Regions from separate parts of the Sus scrofa genome. Here region 1 is linked to region 2. Evidence: chromatin contacts called from public promoter capture Hi-C data. All regions are on one chromosome and are shown on one strand. Each heading gives the region's core, a stretch centred on a gene start, on an enhancer-like site or on the middle of the called end of the contact. The rest is flanking DNA. Distances are from core to core; before and after follow the strand shown. Region 1 holds the start of MIB2 (E3 ubiquitin-protein ligase MIB2). Region 2 holds the start of VWA1 (von Willebrand factor A domain-containing protein 1).

Region 1 (7,055 bases), core at 1,667-4,166, 92 kb before region 2:
GCAGGGCCCAGGCTGACAGAGCGCCACAGGACCTCGGGGCCCCACCCCCCCTGGGAGGGTGGGGAGGCGATGGCAAAGGGCAGGGGCAGGGAGTCAGGGACGCCACCCTGAGGGGCTAGGGAGGAAGGGGACCCCCGTTTCAGGGTGAAAGTCACCTGGAGAGCTTTTCCTTTTCCTTCTGACTCTAATGTCTTCCTCAGAGCTACCAGGCCAGGCGCCCAGCTGGCACTGAGGCGCCCAGAGGCTGTCACTATGAAGGTTTCAAATGACTGCGGTGCTCAGGGTCTGAGCAGTAGGCACTTACCTTAGAGCACACACTGGCCTCCCTTCAGCATCCCTGACACTTAGCTGCTAAATCCCGGCTCGGAAATCTGCTCAGCCACCAAGACTTCCCATTGGAAACTGGCTGCCATTGCTGACACAGAACCCAGCAAAGGAAACGGGCGGGCAGCCACCAAGTCTGGGGAAAAACGGTTTTATACTTTCAGCATTCACCGTCTCAGCCCAACAGACAGACATCTAGATCTGCTGCTGGTTTTCCAGTTTTTTCCTTATTTTCTTTCTTCCTTTTTTTTTTTTTTTTTTTTTTTTTTTTTGGCTGTGCCCATGGCAGGTGGAAATTCCTGGGCCAGGGAACAAACCCACGCAACAGCAGTGACCTGAGGTGCTACAGTGAGAACACCAGATCCTTAACCTGCTGCACCACAAGGGAACTCCTACTAGTTTTTCTTAAGAAACTTCTAGCTTCTGAAAAGCAGAACTATTTCTCTCTCTTTTTTTGCATCCTTTAGAGCCCCACCCATGGCATATGGAGGTTCCCAGGATAGGGGCTGAATCAGAACTGTAGCTGCCAGCCTACACCACAGCCACAGCAATGCCAGATTCAAGCCACATCTGCGACCTACACCACAACTGCTAGCAACCCCAGATCCTTAACCCACTGAGCGAGGCCAGGAGTCAAACCCATGTCGTCATGGATAGGAGTCGGGTTTGTTACCACCGAGCTATGACGGGAACTCCCCAGAACTATTTCTAAAGCACTTGTTGAGACAGTATAGAAATAAAGGGTTGACCTTATTTTGACTATTTTATCAGAAAAAAAACTTTAAAAAGCTGCAGAGATTACGTCATATTGAGCCAGGAAGTTGGCAATTGCCTTTACTGAGCAAAATAAAGTTGCATGGAACTGAGACTGCTCTCAACAAAAGGCTGCCACTTCTCTCCTTGCACCTCCAGCTGAGCTGATGATGCTGTTTAAATCGACACCATATGTGGCACAGTCAACTGGCAAAACCTGGTGAATCACAGGCTCCTGTCCCATGGCAGCTCTGGCTAAGGCTGGGGAGAAAATCCCAGGTGCCCAGGGAGTCTGGCCCATTAAGAGCGAGTAAAGCCCTGAGACCTTACGTGGACCGTATGAGCACACCGGCTGAGGGAGACCCCCAGGAAGTACAGGGTGGGCATCACCTGAATTCTGGCCACCCAGATGGGAGCCCTCAGGCACCCAAGCACCGCACAGGACCTACCCTGGGCGGGAGCATGGCATTCAGATACTTGTTGCACCTGGAGCAACAGGCCAGAGGGAAATGGCCAGAGGAGGGGACCTGCCAGGAAGGGCCAGGTTTGCCAGGGCTCCCACTACCAGACTGCCTCATCCCCAGCCTGGCGGGTGCCCCCCGGGAGCCTATCTGGTACCTTTGCCTGCTTCAATTGATTCTGAGCTCAGAGAGAGGATTATTTACTTACACACATACACGCTCAAAAACAAGCCCAAGCCCCTCTGACATGGCATCAGAAGGAATCCAAGCTCGTCAACAGCTCACCTGTCTGGCTGTACGGTCGCTCCCCCCCCACCCCCGCCTTGAAACTAGTGCGCTACAGCTCTGATGCCTGGAGACGTGAGGAAGGGCCTCTAGCCCTGCTGAACTTCAGCGAAAGCCCTAAGCCATCTGACCCTGCGGGGCGGGGGGGGGGGAAGAGGCCAAGACGCAATTAGTACCCCGTTATATACGTGCCCATTCCCTGGAGCTGCCCCAGGGGGCTGCCTCCGGCCCTGCAGGGCTCCCTGGGGTCTGGGGCCGCCGGGAGTGGGGCCGAAGATTGACTCGGCTCTGCAGACGTCAGGGCCCCGCGCTGCACCCTGGGGGGCGCGGCCGGACAGGCCAGGCCGGTCGCCCACCCTTAACTGACCCTTCCTCACTCGCTCGGGTGCGCCCCGCCCCTGTCATTCGTCCCCCTTCTTTGAGAAGCCGCCCTCGCCGCTGCCGGACCATGGCCCCAGTCCCAATGCCCCAGTCGACCCCTTCACTTGCCCGGAAGTTTGCGTCCCGCCCGCTCCGCGCAGGGGCTCCGGGGGCCTGAGGAGCGCCGAGTCTGTCAGCCGGCCAGCTTCGACCTCAGTGTGTGTGACGCCTGGCCGGCGGGCTTCGACTGCTCAGAACCCGCCACCAGCCAGGCCGCCGCGCCACGCCGCGCCGAGCCCGAGCCCGAGCCCCCCGGCCGAAGCCACCCGAAGCCCCCGGCGCTTCAGGGTCTAGGGCCGCCGCGAGCCCTGCCGGGACTTGTAGTCCGCAGCTCCGAGACAGCGGCGGGGGGGGCAGGCCTGAACCACAACTCCCAGGAGGCTACGCGGCGCCGTGACGTAGTGCGCGTGTGGGCAGGATCTACGGACCCAGCCCCGCCCCGACAGCCTGAGGGGCCTCCATCCTTGCTTCCGCGGGAAGGATTCGGGTGGGCTCTGCGCCGCCCCAGACAGGGGACGCGACCACGTCCGCCGGCGCGCGCGCACGTCGGAGAGGGGGCGGACTGCGGGCTGCGGCGCCTCTCCGGGCTGTCACCACCGTGGCGCCCGTGCCCGGGAGGGCCTGCGGACACTACGGCCCCAGGCCTCCCCAGCTACCGAAGACGCGCACGCGCGGGCCCGGACGCGCGGACCAGGCGGCCACGACCTCGCCGCGAAGGGGCGTGGCCTGAACTGGGAGTGCGTCGCCCTCGCTGGCCTTACGTGGCGCACGCAGCCAGGTTCGGAAACGCGTTCGGTTGCCGTGGAGACATGATTGGTTCCGAGATGAATCTTAGTCACAGCCGTGGAGACGGAAGGGTTCAGAGATGAGTCGACGTCACAGCCAACACTTTTGATTTGAGTTACTTTAAAATAAGAGTAAGGCCAGTGCATTTTTTTTTTTTTTTTTTCTCGGCCGTACGCGTGGCTTATGGAAGTTCCTGGGCCAGGAATGGAAACCGAGCCTCAGCGGCGACCTACTCCACAGCTGCAGCAGTGGGATCTTTAATCCACTCCTCCTGGCAAGGATCAAACAAACCCCAGTGCATGGTTTTAATTGACGCAGAACTGAAGACTTAGGGAAAAACATTGGTCCTACGCCAGTCTGCCCAGAGGCGAATATTTCCAACCCTAATATCTTTTCCTGGACAGCAACCTCTTTCTAAACCTGAGAGCAGAGAGTGCTGGGGGTGGGGGAGGGAGTGTGGTTTGGCTGCACCTGCAGCATATGGAGGTTCCTGGGCCAAGGAATGAACCCGGGCCACAGCAGTGACCCGAGCCGCTGTAGTGTCAATGCTGGATCCTTAACCCTCTGTGCCACAAGATAACTCCTGGAAGTGCTGGTTTTTTCTTTTTTAGGGCTGCACCCTTCGCATATAGAAGTTCCCAGGCTAGGGGTCCAATCGGCGCTGCCACTGCCTACCTATGCCACAGCCATAGCAACACCAGATCAGAGCAGCATCTGTAACCTATGCCACAGCTTGTGGCAACACTGACTCCTTAACCCACTGAATGAGGCCAGAGGTGGAACCTGCATCCTCATAGATACTAGTTGGGTTTGTTACCAACGAACCACAATGAGAACTCCTGGAAGTGCTAGTTTTTGATGTATTAATTTTAGACATTTTTATAGGCTTCCCAGTGAGCTCAAAGAGAACCAGACTCTTAAAAGAACTCCTCACTCCCAGCCCATCCCGCAAAGGTACATTTTCCTGACTGTGTTTGAAATCATACAGCTCATCTCAGGAGTCACTGAAGCTCAGTTTCCTTATGCCTTGGTGTGGAGGGAATTCAACCAGAGGAAGCGATAGGTAAGAAGCGGGTTTGTTAATATAGGACTCTTGTGAAGGACATAAGCGGGCAGGCAAAAGCACTCTTCCCCAAGAATTAAGTGGGCTAAATTTCTGTAATCCAAGTCCACCACCTTCCTCTTCCCTTTTAAAAAATATTGCAGGGAGTTCCCGTCATGGTGCAGTGGGAACCATGAGGTTGCGGGTCGATCTCTGCCTCGCTGAGTGGGTTAAGGATCCCTCATTGCCCTGAGCTGTGGTGTAGGTTGCAGATGAGGCTCAGATCCAGCTTGCTGTGGTGTAGGCTGGCAGCTGCAGCTCCAATTTGATGCCTACCCTCAGAACTTCCATATGCCACAGGTGCGGCCCTAAAAATAAAAGCAAAAAAAAAAAATTAAAAATACATAAAAATGTTGTGGGGAAATGGGGTGCAAGAGGATGGTCACGCCCCACGACTTGGGGAAGTTCCTGGGACCGACCACTGTTGGGCTGCACACTGCAGGCCTGCAAGGCCCCATGCCTGTCCAGTTTCAAGACTAAAGAAAGAGCCTGGATGGAGTCCCCATCCTGGCACAGCGGAAACAAATCCGACTAGGAGCCATGAAGTTTGGGGTTCAATCCCTGGCCTTGCTCAGTGCATTAAGGATCTGGTGTTGCTGTGAGTTGTGCTGTGGGTCACAGATGTGGCTCTGGATCCCGCATTGTTGTGGCTGTGGTGTAGGCCAGCAGCTATAGCTCAGATTAGACCCCCAGCCTGGGAACCTCCATATGCCACAGGGGCGGCCCTAAAAAAACAAAAGACAAAAAAAAAAGACGACCCTGGAGTCAGCCACAGAGATATGAAGCTGCAGCTGCCGGCCTACGCCACAGCCACAGCCACTCCTGATCTGAGCCATGTCTGTGACCCACACCACAGCTCATAGCAACGCTGGATCCTCAACCCACTGAGCGAGGCCAGGGATTGAAGCTGCAACCTCATGGTTCCCAGTTGGATTCATTTCCCCTGCACCACAATGGGAACTCCGTCATAAGCGTTGCATCTTAATTAATCTGTTTCTTGCCATCACTCTGTCTCTGGCCAAATTCCTCCTGTGGAGGCACAAAGAACCTGGACCTCAGTGAGTCCAGACACCGGGTGATTCTGATTTAAAACCTGTGGGTTCAAGTCCCAATCCGGCTTTAGGCTAGGTTCAAGCCATAAGTGCTATATCATTTTCAGAGCCTTGTCTGCTGCCTACACCACAGCTCCTGGCAGTGCTGGATTCTTGACCCACTGAGCAGGGCCTTGGGATCGAACTGAGTCCTCGTGGATACGTGTTGGATTCGTTCGCATTGCGCCACAACAGGACTCCCTGGAATCCCTTTTTGGTTTACGCTCTTATTTGCTGAAGTCAGTCTACTGGTAGCTTCCTGGAAGGGGTACATGTCTGAGGTGTTTATTGTACTCTCATTTCTGGTGGATACTTTGGTAGCAGAACAGAGCGAGTGCCCTGTGGGGCTCCTGGGCACACAATTGTGCCTTTCTGTGTCCTCCGTGTCTGGTTTTAGGGGCTAAGCCTCAGCTTCCATGACCTTCCCTGAGTTCCAAAGGGCAGATTCACACCCTTGCTGATCAAGGAAGGGAGGGGATGCAGGGACCCTGGAGGAGCAGCCAAGAGGCAATAGCTCAGCCTTGGTTAGTTCCCATCGTTGTCGTCATGGCTCAGCAGTCATGAACCCAGCTAGTATCTATGAGGACACTGGTTCCATCCCAGGCCTTGCTTAGTGGGTTAAGGATCTGGTGTTGCCGTGAGCTGCGGCATAGGTCACAGATCCCGCCTGGGTGTCTGACGTTGCTGTGGCTGTGGTGTAGGCTGGCAGCTACACCTCCAATTCAACCCCATATGCCATGGGTGTGGCCCTAAAAAGACAAAAAAAAAAAAAATAGTGCTGCCTTGGGGCAGAGTCCTCAAGGAATATGCATAATATATTTGAGCTTTTCTGCAGAACTAAAACCCCCAACAAATCCATGAACTACTTGATGAAGCATTCTTCATTCGGGAAAAAGGTGGGGCACAAAAACCATTCCTGGGGACCACTCAATACCAGCTTCGAGAGTCACTGCCAGCTTGCTTCTCCCCAGATCCTTCTCCACAGCCCCATTTTCCGTTCCCCAAACTGTAAGACCACCTCCGAATCCCTTCCAAGAGGGACACAGTCTTTAAGGCACGAGCCTGCTGTGGCCCCCTTTGCAACACATCTCTTTTTCTCCTTCACCCAAAACTCTGTCTCTGCCTTTTTCTTCGGCAGTGGTGGACAGAGGCTGGGTGGCAGCAAGAGGAGGGCATGGCGTTCTAGTCGGGGACCTCCCATTGTGGTTCGGCGGGTTGAGAACCCAACATAGTATCCACGAGGATGTGAATTCAATCCCTGGCCTCACTCAGTTGGTTAAAGATCAGGCATTGCCACAAGCCGTGGGGTAGGTCGCAGACATGGCTGAGACCCAGCGTTGCTGTGGCTGTGGCGAAGGCCGGCAGCTGCAGCTCTGCTTTGACCCCTAGCCTGGGAATTTCCATAGGCTGCTGGTGCGGCCCTGATGAGAAAAAAAAAACAGAAGAAGAAAAAAAAAGAACTCCAGGTTGGAAATACTCTTCTTTGAAGTTTTTTGGAATGCTGGTGTTATTAAAGTGATAGGTTCCCAGGAGGATGGAGACAGACCCCCCCCAACCTTCACATCTGGCTGTTCACCTTAGACACCTGCTGTGGACACCCCCCCGGAATGTGGAGGCTCACGTTGGGCAGAAAAAACAGTGGTCTGAGCAAAACTACTGCCTGCAGAGACGAACGTCCCACAAGGATGGACTGCCCTCTGTCATGGGACTCGAGTCTCAACCCCACCCTTTGCAACTGACAGCACCGACGGCCCCAACCGAGCTGGGACACAGACTGGGACTTGAACCCACCGTTTTGAATTAGAATCACGCACCCGGTGTCTGGACTCACTG
Region 2 (7,156 bases), core at 1,735-4,234:
GGAGATGGGAGGCCCCTGGAGAGAGGCCTGAGGGCAGCAGAGATGTGACAAACCCAGGAACAGCTGGACCTGGGGAGCTCCCTGCCTCAAGTCCCCAGGAGAGTGGGACAGGGGGACTCCAGGGTGGGACCTCCAAATGTCGGTTACTCCTGAGCCTGGATGCCGAGCCACAGGGGCCCATCTGAGTGATGGGGCAGGTGGGTAAGGCTGAGAGATGTCCGGGCAGGGTTAATGCTGGCAGGACCCAACTTCACCTTCGGGAGCCGCCAGGATGGCACTCACCTCGCCCATCCTCCACACTTGGACCTGCCCCCCCATCCCAGGAGCACCACCACCCCTCGCCTCACTGCCTCGCAGTCTTGGTTTTCCTGTCCGGCTGTTTGCCCTCTCTTCCGCTGCCCCCTCCCGGCTCAGCCATGATGGTTGACTCAGGGGCCAGGTGTCCTGGAGTAAATCTTCAGAAGGACCCTCTACCCACCTCCAACCCACAATCCAATCCCTTCTGGTCTCAGGTGCATGATTACCCCATAGGCAGGGACTCAGGAAGAGTCTCGGGGAGGCTGGAATTTCTCAGTGGCTGCAGCAAACCCTGCCAGTGACCAGGCCCTTCAACTCCAGCCCTTCCTCCCACGGGATTAGCCGGGTCAGGGGGTTCCGGAAGAAAGTCGGTGTGGTGGGGAGCTACTGGCCTCTGCAGCTGGCCTCCTTTCCAGCAATCTGGCTCACAGCCCTCAGTGGCTGTCCTGGCCCTGCCCTGGGGGATGCAGGGCCCTAGCCCTGTGGGAGCCAGCTGGGCCCTCCAGCCCTGGCCCACCCCCGCCAGGCACGGTGGGCCTGGCACACAGAGAGGGGCGTGAGTGGCAGAGTCCTCAGGCCTGGAATCTCCTTCCTCTTTCTCTCCACTTGGCCACATCCCACCAGATGCAGCCCCAAGGCCCACACCCAGCCCCCCACTCCACGGCCTTCCGGTCACAGGCCAGGCCTGTCGGCAGGAGTGTCTGCTCAGACCTGGCCCTCGGTCCCGCCGCAGCCCCGGGAGTGGAGCCACAGGTGAAGCGCTGGAGCCCGTCCCAGAGAAGACCTGTGTGCCACCTCCCCCTGCGCCCCCAGAGAGCGCCAGGCCTGCGAGTGCCTCAGGTCTCGCCCGGCCCTCTTCCTGATGCCAGCTGGGTGCCCCCAGGCCCTGCCCCTCCCACCTACCGAGAATGGAGGCCCTCAGCTTGGGGGTGATAATGTGCAGGTCATCCACGTCCACGAAGTGCAGGTGCTTCTCGGCGGGGGCCGAGGCGGCGGCCGACAGCTCCAGGAGGTTGCCGCGGCCGGTGCTGACGATGAAGACAGTGGCGCCCAGGTCCTTCAGCTCCTGCATGGGGGGCCCCACGGGGTCGCTGGAGCCGCCGTCTGTCACCCACACCAGCACCTTGGGCACCCCTGGCCGGGCCCCCGCCTCCTTGGCAAACAGCTGCTCCTTGGCGTATGCCAGCGCCAGGCCAGTGTTGGTGTCACCCATGCGCTGGACTGCAGCGCGTATGGCATCCTGGACGGCCGAGCCGGAGCTGTGCTGGCCGAAGGGGAACTCGGTGTGTGGCCGGCTGCCCACATGCACCAGGCTGGCACGCAGGGCCCCAGGGCCCAGGGGCAACAGGGCCGCCAGCCGCCCCAAAAACTCCCGAACTCGGGAAAACTCATAATGAGACACGCTGGCCGAGCTGTCCAACAGAAACAGCAGGTCCCCCTGGGGGGCGGATGTCGGGGGGCCTGGGGGAGAGGGGAGGGTTAGCCCCAGGTGGTGGCCCCCAGACAGCCTCACACCCAGGGCACAACCCCCAGGGCCTAAGCTTTCCCGAAGCTGGCACTTGCCTTTACCCAAGGAAGCACTGAAAGCCTCTCAGTCACACCCCAAAGTCGTGGGTCGGCACCTCAGCGGGGTGGGGGGGGTCCTTAGCCAGCAGGGGGCTCACACTCTCAGCAGTTCCAGCTCTGCACCCTGGCCTCATATCTGGGGCACCCTCTGGACTCGCGTCTCCTCTGCGAAGGGGTGCCCCCACACCTGCCCCGTCTTCAGCAGACTCTGCACCGGCTGGAGCCAAGGGTCCTGGCCCAGCCCCCTGGCTTGATGGGTGGATGCTTCTGGGCCACCCACCAAGGCTGCTCCCTCAGGCCCAGCTTCCAGAGAAGCAGCCTACACAACTCAGCCTCAGGTAGGGCGAGCGGTGGGAGGAGGGGGTGGGGGCCCAAAGCCGCTGGGGCGGCTGTGGACAGTGGTGGAGGGATGGGGGCCCGACTGCAGCCCCTCCCACGGCCTGGATGGCCGGGTTAGAGTGTCACCCCACTTACAGATGATGTCACCCCTCCCCTGGCCCCCCTCCTCTCTGGTCCATCTGGTCCCAGGAAGCAAGTTAAGGGCTGGGTCTACCCCTTCCTCGGGCACCGCTGGTGGGCGGGCAGATGGGCCCTCTCAGCACTGCCCCATGGGTAGACGGGGGCCTCGCTTCTGCTCCGGGGCCGTTCGCCTCAGTTTCCCCCAACCCACTAGGGCCACACCAACCTTCCTACCATCCCTCCACCAAGGGTCAATCCAAGGAGAGGGAAACTGAGGCAGAGACAAGCCTCCCGACACACCTCCCCCCAACCCCGTCCGGCCCCGAGAGCCCGCGGAGTTGCTGGGGGCGGGAGGGGGGCGCGTCCCAGGTGGGTGGGGTGCCCTGCCAGCCGTCCCCGCCCCGCAGCCGCGGGAGCAGGACGTGGTTCCAGGGGGACAGTGGGGGCTGGAGGGGCACGGGAGCCGAGCCCGGCCCGGCCGCCCGCCACACTCACCACGCTCCGCTCCGCTCCGCGCCAGCCGCAGGCTTAGGGCCAGGCCGAGCACCGTCCAGGGCAGCATCGCGCGCGACGGGAGGGCTGCACTCTGCCTCCGCTCGCCGCTCGCTCGCTCCTGAGCTGCGGGGCGCGCGGCCGCGCGGGCCGGATCCGAGCCCCGCCCCCGGGAGGCCCCGCCCATCACAGTCCCGAGGCCCCGCCCCGGCGGGGCGCGCACTGTCCCGCGTGCGGAGGCGCACAGGCTCGGGGAGGCGCGCTCACGCAGGGCCCAGGCGCGCAGCCACACGCAGCACTCGCTGGGATGGCACGAAGGCACACACGCGTGGCATGCACCCACACAGACACGAGCGTCTTGTTAATGGCCGTAAGGCCTCGGAATCCAGCTTGCCCCTGGCCCCCAGCCGGAAGCCGAGCTGGGAGCCACCGAGCGGGGTCATCCCCAGGCCCACTGCCCTTGTCTCTGCAGTGCCGGGAGTCCCCGAAGCCCAGGCCCACGAGAGCCCCAGAGGGTATGAGATGCGTCGGTAATGCCATCACCGGACAGGCCCAGGCCCCGGCCGCAGAACTGGGACGTGTTTCTCCAAGGAATGACCAGCGGAGATCAAAAGGGCCGAACTTAGGACGCTTTTCATCGGGAGGGAAAGACGCTTGAGACATTAAAGGGGAGCTTCTTGGAGGACGAGGCCTGGGGGCTGAGGGTGGCTGTTTTAGGCCATGTCCACAGGGACCATACTGGGCCTACCACCGATGAGGGGCCCAGGGCCCAGCTGACGTCAGACTCCAGGACTGACCACAGATCCCCAGCGGCGCCCCGGAGAAGCCCTCTGAGGGACTCGCTGTGAGCCAGGGAGCCTTGCATCTGGGGTTGTGGCTAGACCAGACCCGAGGTGGCTGCCTGCAGGGGACGTCCAGGGAGACACTCAGGCCCCCAGGGCAGATTCCTCTTCCGTAGGTGAGGCGGAGCTGAGGTCCGGGAGAGCCCCGCCCGCCTCGCTCCGGACATGCTCCCCCGCCCCTCGCCCTTTCCCAGCCACTCCTCCCTGCGGAGCTGGGGGGACATGGGTTCCCCACGGTGAGATGGCGGGGCCCTCTGAGCCAGGATGTCCCCTCCCTTCCCTCCTCCGGAGCGGAGGATGCTCAGCGGGGAGGACGGATGGGACTCAGTGGTTTTCCTTCCTCCCCTTCTGGCAGGTGAGACGCCGGCTGTGAGACACGCTAGAGCTCTGACTTTGCCTAAAAAAGGAAGCGGCTCGGCCGCGCTGAGGAGCTGCCGCAGGAACAAGCGAGAACTGTGTCCCCGCTGCCCCCACCCCCTTGCCGGGAATCTTGGCAGTGGCGGTGCTGGCTCAGCTCCACAGACCTCCATTTCTGGGACCAGAAACTGCCTGGTGCTTCTGCGTGGGCCCCAGAAGGTGGCAATGGGCTTGAACCCCCCAAAGTTCGGGGTCCCCCAGAGGGACCACACCTGGCCCCCAGCCCTCCAGTGCACGAGGCTGCTGCGGAGATGAGGCTGTGAGCAAAGGCAGCTGCAGGAGACCTGGGGGCCCAGTCGTGGGGCCCAGTCGTGGGGCCCAGGGAATCGCTGCAGATGCGGCTTGGCTCACCGGCCACCTCTAGCAGGAGGGGGCCGTGCCGGATTGGCCCGGTGGCGTCCCCACACCTGCCCAGCCGTGGGCCCACAGTCACACCTTGGCTGTCCTGCTGGGCTGACGGGGAAGTTTCCGTCCCTTCTGGAAAAACTGAGCGGCTCTTCTTGGCCATGACGCAAGCCCTCGAGGAAGCAGGCGTCCTCCAGCCTCTCCCTCAGAGGGACAAAGGACTGGGGGCCCAGCCTTGGGAATGCTCAGCCAGGGTCTCTGCCCAGCCTGGGCTGAGCTCGGCCACCAGCCTTGACTGAGGCACCCCTGCCCAGAGTCACTCCTGATGTTCGTGCTGAGCTCTGGCCTGACCCCCAGGAGATCAGCCCACCCCCAGCCACTCAGCTCTGCTCCCCCAGGTCTCAGATCTGCCCTGTGGCTCAGCTGGCCACCTCAGCCCTACTGCCAGCATCATGGCGAGTCTCACTCGCCCCCGAGGAAGGACATGGGCAGATAGATGGAGGGTCCCCAGGGAACATGGGGGTCAGCCAGGGGTGTAGTAGTCAGGGCCAGGGCTGGGCTTGAGGCAGACGCCAGAGGAAGCACAAATATAATGGCCCGGAAACCTCCTCTCTGACGGGGGTGGAGTGGGGGATGGGGGAGAAACGTTCAGAGGCCGCCAGGACACAACAGCCCTGGCCCCAGCCCTCTCCCTCCCCTGGGCTCAGCGCCCCCCACTGCCACCCCCACCGCCTGGCCCTGGTGTCCTGGGGTCCAGGAGGAAGGAGCAGCCCGTGTGCTTGAGGCAGCCCTGCCCACGGCCTCAGTCTGGTCCAGGAGTCCGCAGGCATCATTTCTGGAGCTGGCCCACCCTGTCTGTCAGTCCACAGGCCGGGGGACGGGGTTCCCCAAGACCCAGGGACATTGCTCTCCAAGGCACTGCCCCTGGCCCCAGCGGGTTCGCGGGAACGCGCCCTCCTCCGCACCCCCAGGCTTCTGCAGAGAAGAAGGGCCTTTTGTCCCCAGCTTACTGTGGTCATGTTGACCCCAGGGAGAAGGGCAGCTCCCGGGGCCTCCGACCCCACCCCCGACCCCAGCTGAGGGCGCTCTGCCGGGCCTGAGGGGCAGAGCAGCTGGCCCCGAGCCCACCCCGTGGGATGCCTGGGCTCTGTTTTCTCATGTCACTCGTGTCTTACACTTGCACCCACAAACATGCCAAGGGACAGAGAAGCCAAAAGTGGGGTAGCTGCTGTGGGCCTGGAGGGTGTGACCTGAGGCCCCCTGACTAGACCCCACAACAGTAAGTGGGGTGGAGGAAGGCTGTGGTTGTGAGCAGCAGGGCAGAGAGGCCCCGACCCCTCCCACCCAGCTCCCCCACCCCACGTGCCTCTAGACTCCACCTGCCTGGTTGTGGCCGGGGACATGCCAGGGCCTGAGGGCCAATCCTGGGGGGGGGGTCTGAGGGTCCCATCGTCTCACTCCCTTGGAGTCCAGACCTGCCCCTTGTGGCCCCAGATCTGACCCCTCCCCAGTCCTCCTGCTGGCCACAGCCAGGGTGGCAGGGATGCTGGCTGAAGGGGTGGGCAGCCTGGGCACAGGGTGGGCGCCACTTTCTCTGCATTCACTCATCATCTCCGTGCTGGGCCCAGCTACATGACAGATTCTGCCCTGGGGACACGCGGGCACTGGGCAGAGCCCTGGTCCTCCCGGCCCTGCCAAGCCGGACGGGGCCCCGGGGGCCGGGTGGGGGCCAGCTTGCAAAGATGTATGTCTGCTTGTTCTCCCCATGGCCAGGTGGGCAGGAGTCTGGGGTCTGTGAGAGCAGTAAGGAGCCATGGGAGGGAAAAGGGCAAGGGGCAGCAGCGGCTTCCGGGAGGCCAGGGCCCTGGGCAGGATGAGGGGTAGTCACCATCAGAGGTGGGGCTCAGTGGGCAGGGCTGGCAGGAAGAAAGGCAGGCAGGTGTCCAGGTCCTCCTGGGTTTTCAGCCTGTGCCCTTCCCCAGGTGGGACCCTCCCTAGTTTTGTCCTCTGCGCTGGAACCTTCTGTAACAGGGAGGTGAGCACTAGGCCCTGACCCAGCCCCAAGCGGGGAAGAAGACAGCAGGGAGGGACAGCCCTGTGTCCACACCTCTGGGGGGCTCCCCAGGCGCGGGGGCAGGGGGAGCCAGCACCAGGTTCTTCTGGTTCCGACCCAGCCCACCCGTCACAGCTGTTTCTGCCCAGCGCCCCTTGCTGGTCCCCATGCCTGGGTGGGGGCAGGGCTCACTCTGGGGTGTAAGCTGTGGGGACAGAAGGGGCCAACTCTCCTGGCCCCCTCCTAGCTGCTCACCGCTCAGGGTGTGCCTGCAGACACCTGAGCTGCCAGGAAATACTTCGGGAATGAATAGATGGCCTTGGGCAGATCGGGGAAATGTGCGAAGCCCAGACTCTACACCTGTGGGGTCAGGGCCATGCCTGGCAGGGGTGTGAGGGCTGGCTCAGGCATGCATGTGTCTACCCAAACGGAGGCCCCCCAGGCCAGGCACACTCTCACAGGGAGGCGTCTGGGGAGACACTGTGTTGTCTTAAGTGAAGGTTTCCTCCTGGCCCAGCCAGTAGCCCAGGGCCTCTGCTCCCCTGGCCCAGCCTCCCTGACAGCTGGACCCCTCAAAGCAGACCCCAGGGGTCTCTGCAGACCCTCCACAGCTCCCCGCACGTGTTCCTTTTGGGAGTGGGCAGGGCGGGCCTGGGAAGCTGGGACACACCTTAGGAACCAGCAG

Evidence for each region. Promoter capture Hi-C pulls out the DNA fragments that hold promoters and counts their contacts.
Region 1: a contact with region 2 is called in a promoter capture Hi-C map of fetal liver, with 2.7 times the contacts expected there. The contact joins the promoter of MIB2 here to the promoter of VWA1 in region 2. A contact is called at or near these places in 2 of 5 promoter capture datasets (fetal liver and liver), 12 of 47 Hi-C or Micro-C datasets (blood, embryonic fibroblasts, epiblast stem cells and 4 more) and 2 of 2 datasets of contacts at active chromatin or transcription factors (alveolar macrophages and skeletal muscle).

What each region holds. Positions count from the first base shown.
Region 1 is chr6:63,783,061-63,790,115 of Sscrofa11.1, reverse strand. MIB2 (E3 ubiquitin-protein ligase MIB2) reads right to left here and starts at 2,916. Exons shown (of 20, transcript XM_021097467.1): 1 at 2,313-2,916; 2 at 305-460. LOC102160306 reads left to right here. Exons shown (of 5, transcript XM_021097587.1): 3 at 2,296-3,021; 4 at 3,915-4,092; 5 at 6,804-7,055. The coding sequence ends at 4,092.
Region 2 is chr6:63,691,023-63,698,178 of Sscrofa11.1, reverse strand. VWA1 (von Willebrand factor A domain-containing protein 1) reads right to left here and starts at 2,984. Exons shown (of 3, transcript XM_003127501.4): 1 at 2,818-2,984; 2 at 1,201-1,758. The coding sequence starts at 2,884.